3 separate regions of the Ovis aries genome follow, and regions 2 and 3 are each linked to region 1. Evidence: chromatin contacts called from public Hi-C data. All regions are on one chromosome and are shown on one strand. Each heading gives the region's core, a stretch centred on a gene start, on an enhancer-like site or on the middle of the called end of the contact. The rest is flanking DNA. Distances are from core to core; before and after follow the strand shown.

Evidence for each region. Hi-C and Micro-C count contacts between places; a contact is called where the count stands out from the background.
Region 2: a contact with region 1 is called in a Hi-C map of liver, with 5 times the contacts expected there. The contact joins two enhancer-like sites. A contact is called at or near these places in 3 of 16 Hi-C or Micro-C datasets (blood, liver and skin fibroblasts).
Region 3: a Hi-C map of liver shows a contact between it and region 1, with 3 times the contacts expected there. The contact joins the promoter of TMSB4X here to the enhancer-like site in region 1. A contact is called at or near these places in 9 of 16 Hi-C or Micro-C datasets (blood, hypothalamus, liver and 2 more).

What each region holds. Positions count from the first base shown.
Region 1 is chrX:11,116,225-11,121,180 of ARS-UI_Ramb_v3.0, forward strand. No RefSeq gene overlaps it. Among named protein-coding and RNA genes, the nearest start is that of TMSB4X, 100 kb to the left of the region's middle. Within about 2 kb of position 2,182, at least 18 of the 54 cell types and tissues checked have an H3K27ac peak or open chromatin away from gene starts, as enhancers often do. A contact at or near this core is called in liver and tail adipose tissue, where this site is marked.
Region 2 is chrX:10,997,948-11,002,903 of ARS-UI_Ramb_v3.0, forward strand. No RefSeq gene overlaps it. Among named protein-coding and RNA genes, the nearest start is that of TLR8, 14 kb to the left of the region's middle. Within about 2 kb of position 2,779, at least 17 of the 54 cell types and tissues checked have an H3K27ac peak or open chromatin away from gene starts, as enhancers often do. A contact at or near this core is called in liver, where this site is marked.
Region 3 is chrX:11,014,563-11,019,518 of ARS-UI_Ramb_v3.0, forward strand. TMSB4X (thymosin beta 4 X-linked) reads left to right here and starts at 2,936. Exons shown (of 3, transcript XM_042241565.1): 1 at 2,936-3,146; 2 at 4,037-4,150; 3 at 4,572-4,956. The coding sequence starts at 3,143. The coding sequence ends at 4,606.

The DNA of each region.
Region 1 (4,956 bases), core at 932-3,431:
TGGCCTTGTTTGTCGGCTGTCTCTGCTGGTCAGCTCGGAATTCCTGCATTCTCTCAGTCAGCTAGGAGGAGGCTTGTGGTCCATTGTCCCTCAGCTCACATGCAAGAGTGGCCAACCTCCTTCTCCACAGGTCTGGGCGTGCTTTCAGTCTCCATATCTGAGTGTGAAAGGAGGGCCTGCCCCCTCCCCTCCCCTCCAGCACAGGTTCTGTGGAATCACCATGACCCTGTAATAAGCAGCAGAGTGGAGAGCTTACACGTGGCCTCAAGGCCTCCATCATGTCCACTGGACTATTAGCCCCTTGCTTGTCTCTCATTTTCACGTTATTCATTAACCAAGGATATTCTTTTTCTAAATGGATTTTTAAACAATTCTTAAGACCTATAGGGAATTTGAAACACACGGAAGAGCACGATGATGACAACAAAGGCAGAAAGCCCTTATGAACTTCATCCTCAGCCAAGCCAAAGTTGCTGTTAATATTTTGAAGTATTTCCTTTTAGTGTCTTTTCTCTACGTCTGCATATTTTCATAAACACTTGTCCCTCTTTTACAAACCTAGGTTATTCTGGATATGTAATTTTGTTTCCTTTTCTCATGTCATGAGGTCATTTAGCTACATTACCCCCCATCTCCTACAACCTGGTTATTGATGGCTATGTTCACTGTAAGAACATGCCATATGTATTTAAAAATTACTATTGGGGGATGCTCCAAAGGTCTACAATTTTTCTCCAGGATAAACAACACTGTAATGAACATCTCTTTTCAGAGACTTTAGCCTGTTTCTCCGAATATTGGCCAAGCATAGGACCCTGGAAATAAAAATTCCAAGTACAAACAGTGTAAATACTTTTGAGGCTGTTGATGCAGATTGTCAGATCACTGTCCAAAATGGCTATACCAGTTTACAGTCACTTAAAGTTTTCTTTATTTTTATTGTCAAATGATCCTTGATACTGAGGACTAATAGTGCCCATGCAGTGTCTCAAGCGAAGGAGCTGGTTTGTGCTTTTCAATCAGGAATTTCAAGATCCAAGAGGAAAACTGATCAGAAGTGCAGCTGAGGGTGCTTCCTAAGGTAGTTTTAGAAGGAAATGACCCTTCCAGGACCATTTCGGCAGAATGACTGACTTTACCAAAGAGACTGACACAAAATACCCTCAACGTGAACGTGAGTGAGATATATACCTCATCCAAAAGTTCCCTTAGGTCCTCCGAAGCCATACTTCTTTACTCAAGTCAGGGTTCATGACAGGGTAGCCAGTGAGGGTTTGAGGTTTCAGTAAGGGGAGGGCACATGCGTTCCTAATGAGCTCTGGCATAAAGGGAAGCAAATGTACAAGCTGACCTTTGAGGTCATTCAGTTGGTGCACCCCATGTACTGGGCAGCTCAGGGTTGGTCCTCATCCTCTTTTGCTTCTGGCCACAACTGACTGCATCAGTGTTTTTCCCCTGGGGATAATAAAACCCATCACCTTCCCAAGGGATCCTTGGGGTTGAACTGGTTCTTATCAAAGGTTTAAAGGAGGAGACCCAAAAGTGTGTGCAAATGGTTGATAGGGAGTCCTAGCCCATGGCATAGTTGTCTAAGGAGGTCTTGGGTTGCTCACAGAACCAGATTGGGGTTAACAGCCTGCATCCTTTCAGAGTTCCTGGGGGTGATTGTGCAAGAGACCCGTGATCTGATCACAAGAGCAAAGAGAGTGCTTGTGTTGCCGATAACAAAGAATTACACAAGGCTTGGAACAAATGCCAATGTTTTAAAACACTTGGCGGAAATTTAAACTGCAAGGCATTTTATCATCTCAGGCCATCGCTGAGAGGGGCCAGCTGAAGCTACCCGGTCCACAGCCTTTTACAAGCACTGGCCTTTGTAAATGGAGCTTTGAAAACCAGCTGAACTGTAGCTGGCTTTGCAGAGTGTTTAAGCTGGTCGGCTTACAGCAATACAAATTGGCAGCGTGGCAAGAAAGAAAACTGAAATTCAACTCAACACTGGGATCGAAAAAGAGACTCAAATGTCGCCGACACTGGGGTGTGGCTTTTCTGCTAATTATGTTTTGTCAAACAAGGGTTGAAAATGTCAGCCTTGATCCGGGGTTCAGCTCCTCTGGTGGCCAATAGCGATGGGGCCCCAGTTGAAATAATGAGAAGCAAGTTCGAAACACCATTTGGTTGATTTCAAGACTTCCTGGGGCTGACGTTGAAACCACAATGTTCTTTCTGGGGCACTGAGAAAAGCCAATCACATTTGAGGTTTCGCAGCCTCTTCTGCCCATATTTGGCTGTAATCTTGCTTCATTCAACTAGATTTATAATACATGCACTTGAATAGCAAGGCTTTGAGAAGTATGCGTGTGTCTCTCCCCGTTATGAAAGACGTTTTATCTTGATGCCTTTGGGCCTGCCCGCCAATGTCCAGGGCAGCTTCAAAGTGAAGAAAGGAGCCAGTGTAGAAAATTTAATTTTTACTTTTATTTATTTATTTTTAAAAGTTTCCATCGCAGTTTCTGGCTTTATAGCATTTACCTGAAAATACATGGAAAACAGAAACTAGGTTTGTTTAAATAACCAGAGGTGGCTTAGGAGATGATGGGGATGTGGAAGGCATGTCACAGGCTTTACTGCATTTTATCTATGATGTGAGGGGACTCGTTCCTCAGAGCCTCTGGGAAATAAATGCATCCTTTAAAGTTTCTGCTTAAGGGTTGATTTAAAAAGCATGATCAAATCTTGTAGAGCGATAATGACACAAATAGGATAAACTGCATTCTGTCTTTTTCCAGTGAATATTAATATTTATCAGCCAGTTTATATGCACTGTTCATTTCAGTCTCACCACAGTCCCACAAAGATCCTGTGCTTCTCCACATTTTACAAAAACTTTCCCAAGGGGTCTAGGCGAGTTAATAAGCAGTGGAGGTTAGTGGCCACTGCAGCCGTCAGCTGCCCACGCCCCTCACCCTTAATGCTCTGTCGCTCTACTTCATTGACATGTTTTCCTGTGTTTACAGGTAGGAACAGAGAGGCCTGTGTGTTGCTCAGTCGTGTTCAACTCTTTGCGACCTCATGGACTGAGGCCAGCCAGGCTCCTCTGTCCATGAGATTATCCAGGCAAGAATACTAGAGTGGGTTGCCGTTTAGTTCTCCAGGAGATCTTCCCGACCCAGGGATCAAACCCATGTCTTCTGCATTGCAGGCGGATTCTTTACCATCTGAGCCACCAGGGAAGCCCCAGAATGGTGCCATGGACCCCCATCTCTAAGACATTGACCTTCTCCAGCTCTCAGGACCCTGTGGAAGGAAAGTGGTGAGGTTGTTCAGCTTGTCTCAGGCCTGAGGGTGGGAAAGTTCTCAGTGATTCCCCTAGGAGATTGTGTCCAGAATTGTCTGGTCAGAGAGGAGCCTGCCACCCAGGGCCCCAGTCTCAGGAAACCCCCTCTAGAAGGTCGTCCTCAGTGATTCTAGAGATACAGGGGCTACAGCAGAGACCCAGCAACATGGTCCATCTGTGTTCTCAAAACTGAGGAAGAGGAGGGAGGTAGCCAGGTAGCCCAACCTCCCCTGTGACCACACGGGCCCCCACGTCCTGCCTGCAGAGCAGCGGTGCTCAGCTGGGGCAATTTGGCCCCCTGGGGGACATTTGGCCATGTTTGGAGACATTTTGGGTTGTCACAGTGGTGGAGAGGGTGCTACTGTCACCTAGTGGGTGGAGACACGGGATGCTGCTTAACAGCCTATAGTGCATAAGGCAGCCCCCATCCTCCACCACAAACAGTGATGTGGCGCCAGGTGTCACTAGTGCTGTGGTGAGAAAGCCTGCATGAGAGTCTTGGTTCGGTGCATCCCACCCACAGCTCTGAAGGAGCCCTACTTGGGGCTTCTTCAAAGAGACATTCTGCAACCAGGAAGCCAGCAGCCCATACAACTAGGCAGAAGGCAGAGCCATCCCTACACATTTTAACTCATTGCATCTTTGTTCCTGACAGAGAGAGGTCAGTGTTCACCTCTGGTTACAGTCATCAGGACCAAGGTAGGGGCTGACCCTAGGTAGTAGGCTACGTCATGCCCCACAAAGGTCAGGTCCTAATCCCTGGAGCCTGTAACTGTTAGCCAATATGAAGGAAAAGAATGGTCTTTGCGGTTGTGGTTAAGCTAAGGGTCTTGACATGGGGAGATGATCCCTCATTATCTGAGTGGGCCACACATGCCATTGTGAGTGCCTTTATATGAAGGAGAGAGGGGAAGGAATGACACATGATTTCAAAACACGAGGGGCTAAATTGAGAAGACTGCTCATGTGGAGAGATGGGGCCACGAGCCAAGGGATGCAGGCAGTCAACAGAAGCTGGAAGAAGCAAAGAACAGATTCTCCCCCAGAGCCTCCAAGGGGAGCATGATGCTATGACACCTTGATTTTTGCCCAGTGATACTGACTAGAAACTTCTGGCCTCCTGAACCATGTGAATAAATTTATGTTGTTTTAGGCCACCAAGTTTATGAAAATTTTGTACAGCAGATCTAGGAAACTAAAATACCCTGATAGTCCTTGAGCCCCCATGTGGATCAGTTGAGGCTGAGGGACAAACTTTTCCAGCACAGACAAAGCCAGAGCCCTTCTGGGGTAGGATTTGAGGGGGAGAATGGCCATTGTCCTTGTATTACCCTCCCTTTCAGTTACCGTCACCTGTGAAAACATGGCACTTACCTTCCTTCCGCCCCTCTCCACCAACAATTTCCAGTAAAGGCTGAGCAAATCACTGCTAATCTCTGTGCTTGGTTTCAACCTCTCTGGAGCCACCTGTTACTTTCTACCTCAGTTTTCTATCATCGTATGTGCGATAGGCCCTATACTAGATTGTAAGCACCCAGAAATTCAGAACCTGGTTTGACTGATTGTGAAGCCTCCCAAGGCATCAAACATAGGGTGGGTGCTCAACCCATGGAGAATGT
Region 2 (4,956 bases), core at 1,529-4,028, 120 kb before region 1:
TTCTCTTAAAGAAACGGGATAAAGCTGTGATGTGCTGGGAATATTTAAACACGAGTGGGGGCCGGGAGGGGCATGTGAAGCACCCTGATCGGTAGTGTTTGCCTATTTCCATGATGTAAATGCTCCCACCGTGGCTGATTTCCAGGTAAGTGGGACGTCACTGAATGTGGAATTGGGAAGAGATGTGTACCACCTGGGAGAAACTATCTTGCGGTGCCTTCCTAGAATGTCACAGACACTCACAAGAGGTTATGTCCTGGTCATCCCACCGCCCCATCCCTGGCCATACAAACACATATGCTGCCATGCCCTCAGTCACTCTGTGCGACCCATGGACTGCAACCCTCCAGGCTCCCCTGTCCAGGGGGTTTCCCAGGCAGGGATGCTGGAGTGGGTCCCCATTTCCTCCTCCAGGGGATCTTCCCAACCCAGGGATAAAACCCGGGTCTCCTGTGTCTCCTGCATTGACAGGTGAATTCTTTACCACTGAGCCACCACATACAGCGACATAGGGCTTTAGTATTTTTTCTGGTACTTTCACATACACTCTCTCATTAAATTCTCAGGGCAACATTGTGAGATGGGCTGGGTGGGTGTGATTTCTACCGTTTACAGATGTTATATACAGGCTCGGGGAGTCTAGAACAAACTACTCAAGGCCACACTGTAAGTAATCTATGAAATGGGTGCAGCAGGCAGAATAATGGCCTGCAAAGCTGTTTGCATCCTACTGCCTGGAACCTGTGACTGTGAAGGTCATGTGCCAGAAGGGAATTGACGTTGCAGCTGGGATGAAGGTTGCTAGTCAGCTGACCTGAAAATAGGGACTCCTGAATTACCCAGATAAAGCCAATGTAATCACAAGCGTCCTTACAAGTGGAAGAGGGAGGGAGAAGCGGAGGGAATGTAGCTAGAGGGAAAGGGCCAAAGAGAGGCTGCGTTGCTGGAGTTTTTTTTTCCTTTTTACCGTATTTATTTTTTGTTGTGCTGGGTCTTCATTGCTGCGCAGGCTTTTCTCTAGTTGCAGCGATTGGGGGCTGTGTGTGTGTGTGGGGGGGGTTGGGGCTTGGAAACGCTGTTCTTTGTTGCAGGTGTACAGGCTTCTAGTTTCATTGGCTTCTCTTGTTGCCGAGCACTGGCTCTAGGCTCCCAGGCTTCAGGAGTTGCGGCACGTGGGTGCCGGGACTTAGTTGCGGGTTAGTTGTATCCGCGGTGTGTGGGATCTTCCCAGACCAGGGATGGAACCGGTGGCGTCTGCATTGGCCAGTGGATTCTTAACCTCTGGGCCACCAGGGAAGTCCCTACCTTCCTGTTTTGCAGATGGAGGAAGGAGCTGCAAGCCAAAGAGTGCAGATGGCTTGTAGAAGCTGCAAAAGGTAAGAAAGCAGATTCTTCTCTAGCGTCTTCAGACAGAAACACACCCCTCCAGCACCTTGACTGTGGCCCCGTGAGACCTATGAGGCACTTCTGATGTCCAGAGCTGTAAGAATATATTTGTGGTGTTTAAGCCGCCGAAATCGTGTCATTTGCTACAGCAGCCGTCGGAAGGGAATACAGTGGACTGGCTTCCACCGTCTGGGAGAGGCTTTTTTTTTTTTCCCCTCTCACCCTTTCTATACCTTTGCTTTTACCCGCTGAGTTTCTCGTAATACCTGGCTTTTAGCGTTTATGTAGGTCCGCAACCTTTTTGGCACCAGGGACTGGTTTCGTGGAAGACAGTTTTCCGACCGGAGAGAGGGCGGGATGATCTCGGGATGGTTTCCGGATGGTTTCCGGATGATTCAGGCGCACTAGGTTTGCTTCTAATCCAGTGCTGCAGCTCATCTGACAGGTGGTACTGGTCTGTGACCCGGAGCTTGGGGCCCTCTGGTATACTGCTACTGCTAAGTCACTTCAGTCGTGTCCGACTCTGTGCGACCCCATAGACGGCAGCCCACCAGGCTCCCCCGTCCCTGGGATTCTCCAGGCAAGAACACTGGAGTGGGTTGCCATTTCCCTCTCCAGTATGGTTATAATTCTTGGCCTCCCTGTCCGTCTTCTCCCTAATCCCTGACAGCAAGAGAGTTTGCTCCTCACTTTTGCATCACTTTCTGCCAGCGTGGTACTTTCCCAAGACCAGAGCATAGTAACTCGATTCAGAGTGAAATTAATGTGTGAATGAATGCTAGACTCTGATATTAGCAATATTACTGTACCTCATCATCACCAAGAATCATAGGGCTGGGCTGTCACAGCTGCACGACAGTTAAAAGCATCTCTTGGTAGCGTCTAGAGCTACCTCCCTCCCAACCCTCACTTCCCTCAGTGCAGTCTGGGAGCTGCAGGAAAGATCGAGACTACCTACCCATCAGCCCCAGAAGTAGCCTTTCCCCCAGACCAGTGTGTGTCCTGTTGGGCAATCTGCAGGGAGGAAGAAAGGTTCTGGTTCCAGACAGCGTTATGAATGAGTTATAGGAGCCCCAGACTCTGATGTCGCCATCTTTGTCTCAGCAAAGCTGATAATTGGATTTGAGCCTTTAGGCTAGTCACTTATTTACTCTGCCCTCATTTATCAAATGTGAGAAATGCCAGCTGTGTGCTTGGATTACTTTCAAGGCTTTATAAAAAGGAGTAAAAAAGGTATGAACAGGTCTTGGCTACTGTCACACAGTTAATGCACTGAGAGCAGATGTGATCACGTGCTGAGAAAAGTCAGGGCTACGTAGGAAAGTTCACATTCACAGAGAAGTGAAAGTGAATTGCGTCACTTTCTGTCACGTGACATCCATGGGCTGCTGATGAACTCACTGAGGCTCTGTTTCCTCTTGTGTGAGACAGAGTGAAAAGATGTGTCTCATTTATTGCTCACTCCTAGTGTTGCCCACCCTGTTCTATGCCCTTCACCATTATTTTTATTTTATAGTTACATGGCTTGTCAGAGTCAGGACAATTACAGGTTGGAAGTGAGCATGCTTTTTTTTCCCTCAGGCTAATTGCTTTCCAATGCTGTGGTGCTCTCTGCTGCACATCAAGGGGAATCCGTCAGAATCCTATCTATGTCCCCTCCCTCTTGAGCCTTCCTCCCCCTGCAACCCACCCCACCCCCCAGACTCGTGCATTCTTAGCAGCGGGAATGGTGTATGCAGTGATCTGGAAGTGGAGGCAATGGAGAGGAATATGCATGAGGGATGAGGTACCCTTGTGACTGCAGGTCTGGGGACTTGCAGGAAGCAGAAGCATGCTGGTAAATAGCATACGTTCGAAACATACTGGAAGGTTTAGACGCAGGAGGTGATGTAGACACAGGTCAGAGAACTCTCCTGAGGGGCTGTGTGGAACAGGGCAGCCCTGGGCATGAGCATGGACTGGAGGAAGCTGTTCTGATGACACCCTAGGAGCACAATGATGAGGGGCTCTGGGGGCAGAGGCAGGGAAATGGGGAGAAATGTACAACTTCTGTGTGTGTGTGTGTATGTGTACGCACAAAGTCGTTTCAGTCATGTCCGACTCTTTGTGACCCTATAGATTATAGCCTGCCCGGCTTCTCTGTCCATGGGATTTCCCAGGAAGAATACTGGAATGGTTTGCCGTGCACTCCTCCAGGGGATCTTCCCAAGCTCAGGCAAGTCAAAATGATGAGTTTGGGTTACCATCTGCATATAGGGGGAAAAGGAAAAGCTGCTGAGGCCTGATGACCTGGCCTCTCATTTGGGGGACCTCAGGCCTGTCTTGGGGTGTCATCACCTACACACACTTAGCCTTTGAGCCCGTAGTAAACAGGATACATTTCTTCAGGAAGAAGAAATTCTTTGAGAAGACAAAAATTGATTTCACTTCCTGAAAAGAACAGCTGTCACTGGCTATACATTCACTTATTTCTCAATTTGGATTTTTCCCTCTGAATATTCCAGTTTCCAGAGGTATTATCAGTTCTTTGATTGTGTTCCTTGTATGTAATTATATCATATGACAATAATTGTCAATTTCAGAGGAAAGAAACTATGCAGTTAAAACAAAATCAGAAAATGAATGAAAAAAGGAGTGTTCTTCCGAATCTCTCCCAGAGTTTTCTCTTACACTTGGAAGGGGCCTGGGTAGTGGCCCACCTCACGCCCAAATGCCTGGATTGAGATCCCAGCTCCCACTTCTTAGCCATGGGATTTGGACAAGTTAGGTGGTTCCTTTCTATGAAGGGTGGGTGGGTGGGTGGGTGGGTGGGTGGGTGTGTGTGTGTGTGTGTGTGTGTGTGTGGCGGGGGGTGGTTAACAATGCTAGTTCTTACGTCATGCCTACCACATTACCTTGTTCTAAAAATGAAATGAGCATTGCTTGAATTGGTCCCTGGCATGCTTGATAAGCAGCCCATAAATGTCAGTTATCATATTCTCCAGATTTTCTACAATGATCCTGAATGACACTGAAGATCAGAAGCATCTATATAAGTTATATCATCTTTATTATTACTTCTCTGTTGTCAGTGGGAATGAAGGTACCATCAGCTGACACTATGGTCACGAGGGTGGATTAAGCCTTTTGCTTGTCCTGGAAAGAAGGACTCATGGGCTGGTCCTCCCACATGGGGTTGTTGACTGAAAAATAAAGAGAGAGAGAGAGAGAGAGAGAGAGAGAGAGAGAGAAAGCACAACCTAAAAGTTGAGAATTCAGTGGACAAACTGAGGACTTAGGCCCAGATCACAGCCTCTCAAATCACTCTGCAGAAGTGCTCTCAAGAGGTAAGGGAGGAGCCAGGAAATATAGTAGTTTATGCAAAAATGCCAAGTAGTCAGCACGTCAAAAGATTACTGATAAAGAAAACCAGACATCTCCAGTTAATGAATTTGGTGCTTTCCTAAGTATGAGAAGATACAAGAGTCTGGGCTCACTGAAATCATTCCTTTGATGTGCACCTCAGGGCCAGTATCCTGCTTGTCTCCAGCCTGAATCCCCTCAGTTGCACAGCTTGGGGCGGGTGCAGGG
Region 3 (4,956 bases), core at 1,686-4,185, 100 kb before region 1:
GAAACCCAGCGTGCCCTGCCACCGCTTCCTGGTTCCACTGGGCACGGACTTGGAGCTGGCCAAGTTCCAGGGCAGGCTCTCTCTCCGCACGGTCTGCACGGGGTCTGTGACCCCAGGATGAGGAAGGCAGGGCCAGGGCGGGGTGGGCTGTCTCCTCAGCTTTTGCTGGAGAGTGTCGGGCATATCCTGCTTAATGTTCCTGCGTGCTCCAAACCACGAGCCTTTTCTTGGTCTTGAGACCTCCCACCTCCAGTGGTGGCCCAGCACATGCTAACCCACTTACAGACAGCAGCTTCTAGGAGGCAGGAACGACCCCCTGACGTCTAAAACATCAATACTGAAAGGACTGAAGCGAAGAAAGCACAGTGGCCTGAGTCACAGGGGCAGAGTGGAGTTGAGTCAGGCGCCAGTTAGTCCCAGGTCGTCTTTCACTGTTAACTAAGCAACTACTACATAACCAGACATTGTGGGAAACAAGACAGCTTGCCCCACGCTCTTCCTGATGGGTCTGAGGTGCAGACTTGGGGTCTGGGGCTGAAGAATTTTCTCAGCATAAGTACCACAGAGTTGCTACTGGCTGAGTTTTCACAGCCCTGGATCTCTAAGCCTCAGTTTCCCCACCTGTAAATCTCTCCTCATGGAAAGTCCCTGGGCAGGAAAGGTGAAAACACATGTAAAGCCCCTATTACAATGCCTGCCCAGAATTATTTTTTATCGGCTGAAAAATTAGCAAAAGATCCCATGAAAATCTCAGTCAACTGGTCCTTTATAAGACAAAGAACTAATACAAAATATGCAGTCAATTCCAAACACTAATCTTTTTTTTTCCTCTCAACCTTCCATCCTAAATAATAATAATATAAAGCAAAACAATAACAACAGTGTCACACACTGTCTGAAGCATTTTGGTCTCCCAGCAACCCTGAGAGGTTAAGGACTGACCAAGCCCATTTCACAGACTAGAAAACACAGAATTCATAGGCCAGGGTCACACAACTCTGAAGAATATTCCTTGAGTTCGCATTTGCTTCCATCTGCCTCCTGCTGCCCCTTCCATTCTTTCTAGCACCCCAGGCAAGTCAGGACGTCAGGGCCAACACTCGGCCCTCTCTTCCTTTTAGAGAGCCGCCTCCCACTCTCCCTTCCTTTCTATCGGTATCTAGACAGACAGGCAGCAGGAAAGCTGCCATTACCTAACTGGAAAAATGCTCCAGGCTTCTGCAGACTTCTGCATTGCCTCTGCAAGGCCTATCCCTCTCTGAGGAGAAGGTCTCAGGGAGAAGTGGGGAGCCTTAGTGGCGTCCCCTTGTGATCAGGAGACTGAGGAGGAAAGAAGTGATTTTTGACAGCGGCTGGGTGAGGGGAACTGGACTCTCCAAACCCCAGAGAAATGGTGTTGGCACGCAGCAGCTGCCACTGAAAAGGGCCCCAAATCCACCCTGAGTTTCCACGATGAAGTGGACTCACCAACCAGTCAACTAGGGGAAGGTCAGAGGGACGCGGAACCAGAGAGGTGACATCCTGTGCCTGCCTGAAGGCTCAGTGCCCCCAGTTCGGGAGCAGAATGGCTGCCCGCCGACGGAGCAGGAACTGGGGAACCAGACGGTCACCTGCCCCCCACCACGAAGAAGGAAGTCTAGTGGATGAAGAAATGGGGAAGTCGGAGGTGCTCCTGCAGTGGCTGTTAAGAGTCTATAGAACAATTGATTTTAATCCCCAGTGAGACAAAAGCCTCGGCCATAAACGAGATTAATAAGAGGTTTCTAGAAACATTTTCTGAGGGAGAAGGAGTGGGGCAGCATTGCGCTAACTGCTTTATCTGAAAACCCAACCTGGCTTTTTTCCCCTTCACAGGCCTTGGGCAGCCCCACCCCCATGGTATTTGTAACTTGTTTCAGCCGCAAGGGGCGGGGGTCCCTCGTGTTCACAGAGTCAGGTGCCATTTTGAAAACTGCTCCAGTCTACCTCGAGCTCCCATGTTTCCGGATATAACTCAGATACGCACCTCAAAATGGAATCCTGCTCAAAAGACTCCCTTCGAAATAGAGTTCGCCTTTTCAATTTAATATTCAGGTTTTAGACATAATGGGATCGCAGCCTTTGGCCTTGTACCCGGGCCTCCTTGGCAATCACTTTTATAATTTAGGGAAATAAGGAACAGGAAAGTAAAGGAACTTCCCCCTGGTCCGGCAGCAAGTCAATAGCAGAGCTTGAACTTGAGACTTAATTTTTCTAAGAGGGAGGCGACGTACTCAATAAACCCCGAAAAATTCACTACCAACTCGCAAATACTCCGGTTATTTGGTTTGGGTGCCCACCACAATTACAGCATTGAAAAAGAATAGGCGTGTTTCAGTGAGAAAATTTTCTTTTAAAAAATCACTTAAGGGTGCTTTACTTCTCAGTCAAGTCTAGGAGAATGCTAGCGAGACAAAGAGGGCCAGGGTGGGGCGTAGGGCTTCCACTGGTCTGAAAGCTGAGTCACAGGAATCGCAGCCCTGCAAGTGGGCGAGGCCGCGGGGCGAGGCATACTGCACCCCGGCTGGGGGATGTCTGCCACGGACAAAGGCAGTTTCACAGTAAAGGAATGCCTGTCCCGCTAGGTACCACCCAGGCCCTTAGTTATCACGCTCGGATCCCCAGGGGCCGGTTTTCGCGGCCGCTGCAAAAATCCACGCAGCTAGAACCGACATAAAGGGGTGGGGGATACGTTACGAAGGAAGTGCGGCGGGGAGAGGGCGCTTTACGCGCTTTATTTTGCCGCCCTCGTCGTGGCTTGGTGCATGGGTGGACGCGGGGCCCCCCCAACGCCATGCAGGCCCCGGACGCCGTTCCGGAGACGAAACCCGGCGCTAAGGAGTTAAGCGGGCGGGCAGATGACGTCACTCCATTTGCATAGGAGCGCGCATATAGCTGCGCCCGCCGCGCCCCGTTCGGCACTCGGCGGCGGCCACAGCGCAGACCCGACTTCATTCGCTCGCAGTTCGCTCCGGTGAGCCCCGGGGCCCTCTACCTCCTGCCCTCCGCACCCCTTCCCGCCCCGCGCTCGCCCCCTCGCCGCCCGCAACCCCGAAACCCAGCGCGAGGGGTCGTCTGGGAAAATGCTGCTCTTCGGGAGCATGGGGAATGCCAGACCGTTCAGATGGGTAACGGGGTCGGGAATTCGGTGACTCTTAAATATGTTTTTAAAAACTGGCTTTTTGCTATTGCCGTTTGGAAGGGAATAGTTTTTTTCTCTTTCCTACCCTCAAAGGCATTCTGCATAGCCTCTTAGGCGGTGATGAATCAGGAATAGAAAGATCCTTTGTTCCAATTCACACCCACCCAAGCCCGGAGCTTCAGACTCACAGTTATTTCTCTTCGCCTCCGGTGGCTTCGTGGGCTGTATCTGTTAGGTTTAGGGCTGCGGGGCTATATTATGAAATCTGGAAAAGGTCCTTCTTGCAGGGGGACGTGTGCAGGGCTGCCGAATTGCTCCTAAATGGAGATCCTAATCGATCTAGCTTTGTGTGCGGCTGGCTGCATTGTTGGCGAGAGGGAGGAAGCGGGGAGGGCGGTGGTCGGTGGCGCCCGGCCGCAGCTGCCGCCTTTGTGAGAAGAAAAGAAAGCCGCACGGCTCGCATCTTTGGGGAAGAGGCCAAGTATAGAAAAAAACATTTTGTGCAGCCTTGGCTTCATTTTCAGAAATCTTACTCGATTTTCTTCCCCTTAAACTTGAAATGACTTCACTTTTATGTTGAAACGCCGCCATTAATCGGCGGTGATTAATTTCACGCTTGCGAGAGATTCCGCCTCCTAACGTGGGCGGTCTTCCCAATTTGGCCCCTCGCGTTTTGAAATCCTAAAGGCAGCGGGAAAGCGCTCTTTTTTTTTTTTTTTTCCTGTAGAAAGAGGAAGATGTTTAGCCCTGAATGAAAGTGGAAGGAGTTAAAAGTGCGTCTTCAGGCAGGAGACAGGAAAGCAGAACGCATTTTCTGAGCCCAGAAAGACGAGGGGTAGGTGGCTCACCCTCAACCTCTTGGCTTTGTACCTGCAGCGCCCTCTGCAACCATGTCTGACAAACCCGATATGGCTGAGATTGAGAAGTTCGATAAGTCGAAATTGAAGAAAACGGAAACGCAAGAGAAAAATCCACTGCCTTCGAAAGAAAGTAAGACACCCCCCCTTTCGAAAAGGCTGAGCGGGAGTGGCCGGGTGGGTAGGAGAGGATGGGAGGGGCTGGGAGAAGAATTGAGGTGGGGGTAGGGAGTGCGGGAGGAGTCAACAGCTTTTTGATTCTGGTGGCTTGCAAAGGTTAATTTAAAACTGCTGCAGCCAACAAACAATAGGGTTTAATAATTTAATGCAGTGTTTAATTTTCCATATTAATATGCAGATGCCGGTATCCTTTTATCTGTAAAAATGTTCTGTTTCGTAGAAGCATTTCATGATGGAATGCCTATTGGTACTTGATAGAATTTGTATGATAAGGAGAGATCTTTTCAGAAGAAAGGGCTATAATCCTATGTTACGCTATACTGAATTCGCATCTTCACCCGCTCCATCTTTTTTCTTTTTCTTTCCGGTCACAGCGATTGAACAGGAGAAGCAAGCAGGCGAGTCGTAATGCAGCGTGTGCCGCCAGTATGCACTGTACATTCCACAAGCATTGCCTTCTTATTTTACTTCTTTTAGCTGTTTAACTTTGTAAGATGCAAAGAGGTTGGATCGAGTTTAAATGACTGTGCTACCCCTTTTCACATCAAAGAATGGAGAACTACTGACAACGTAGGCCGCGCCTGCCTCTCCCATCTGCCTGTGTGGCTGGCAGGGAAGGAAAAGAACTTGCATGTTGGTGAAGGAGGAAGCTGGGTGGGACGACAGTGAAATCTAGAGTAAAAAGCTGGTCCAAGGTGTTCTGCGGGCTGTAAAATGCAGTTTAATCAGAGTGCCATTTTTTTTGTTGTTCAAATGATT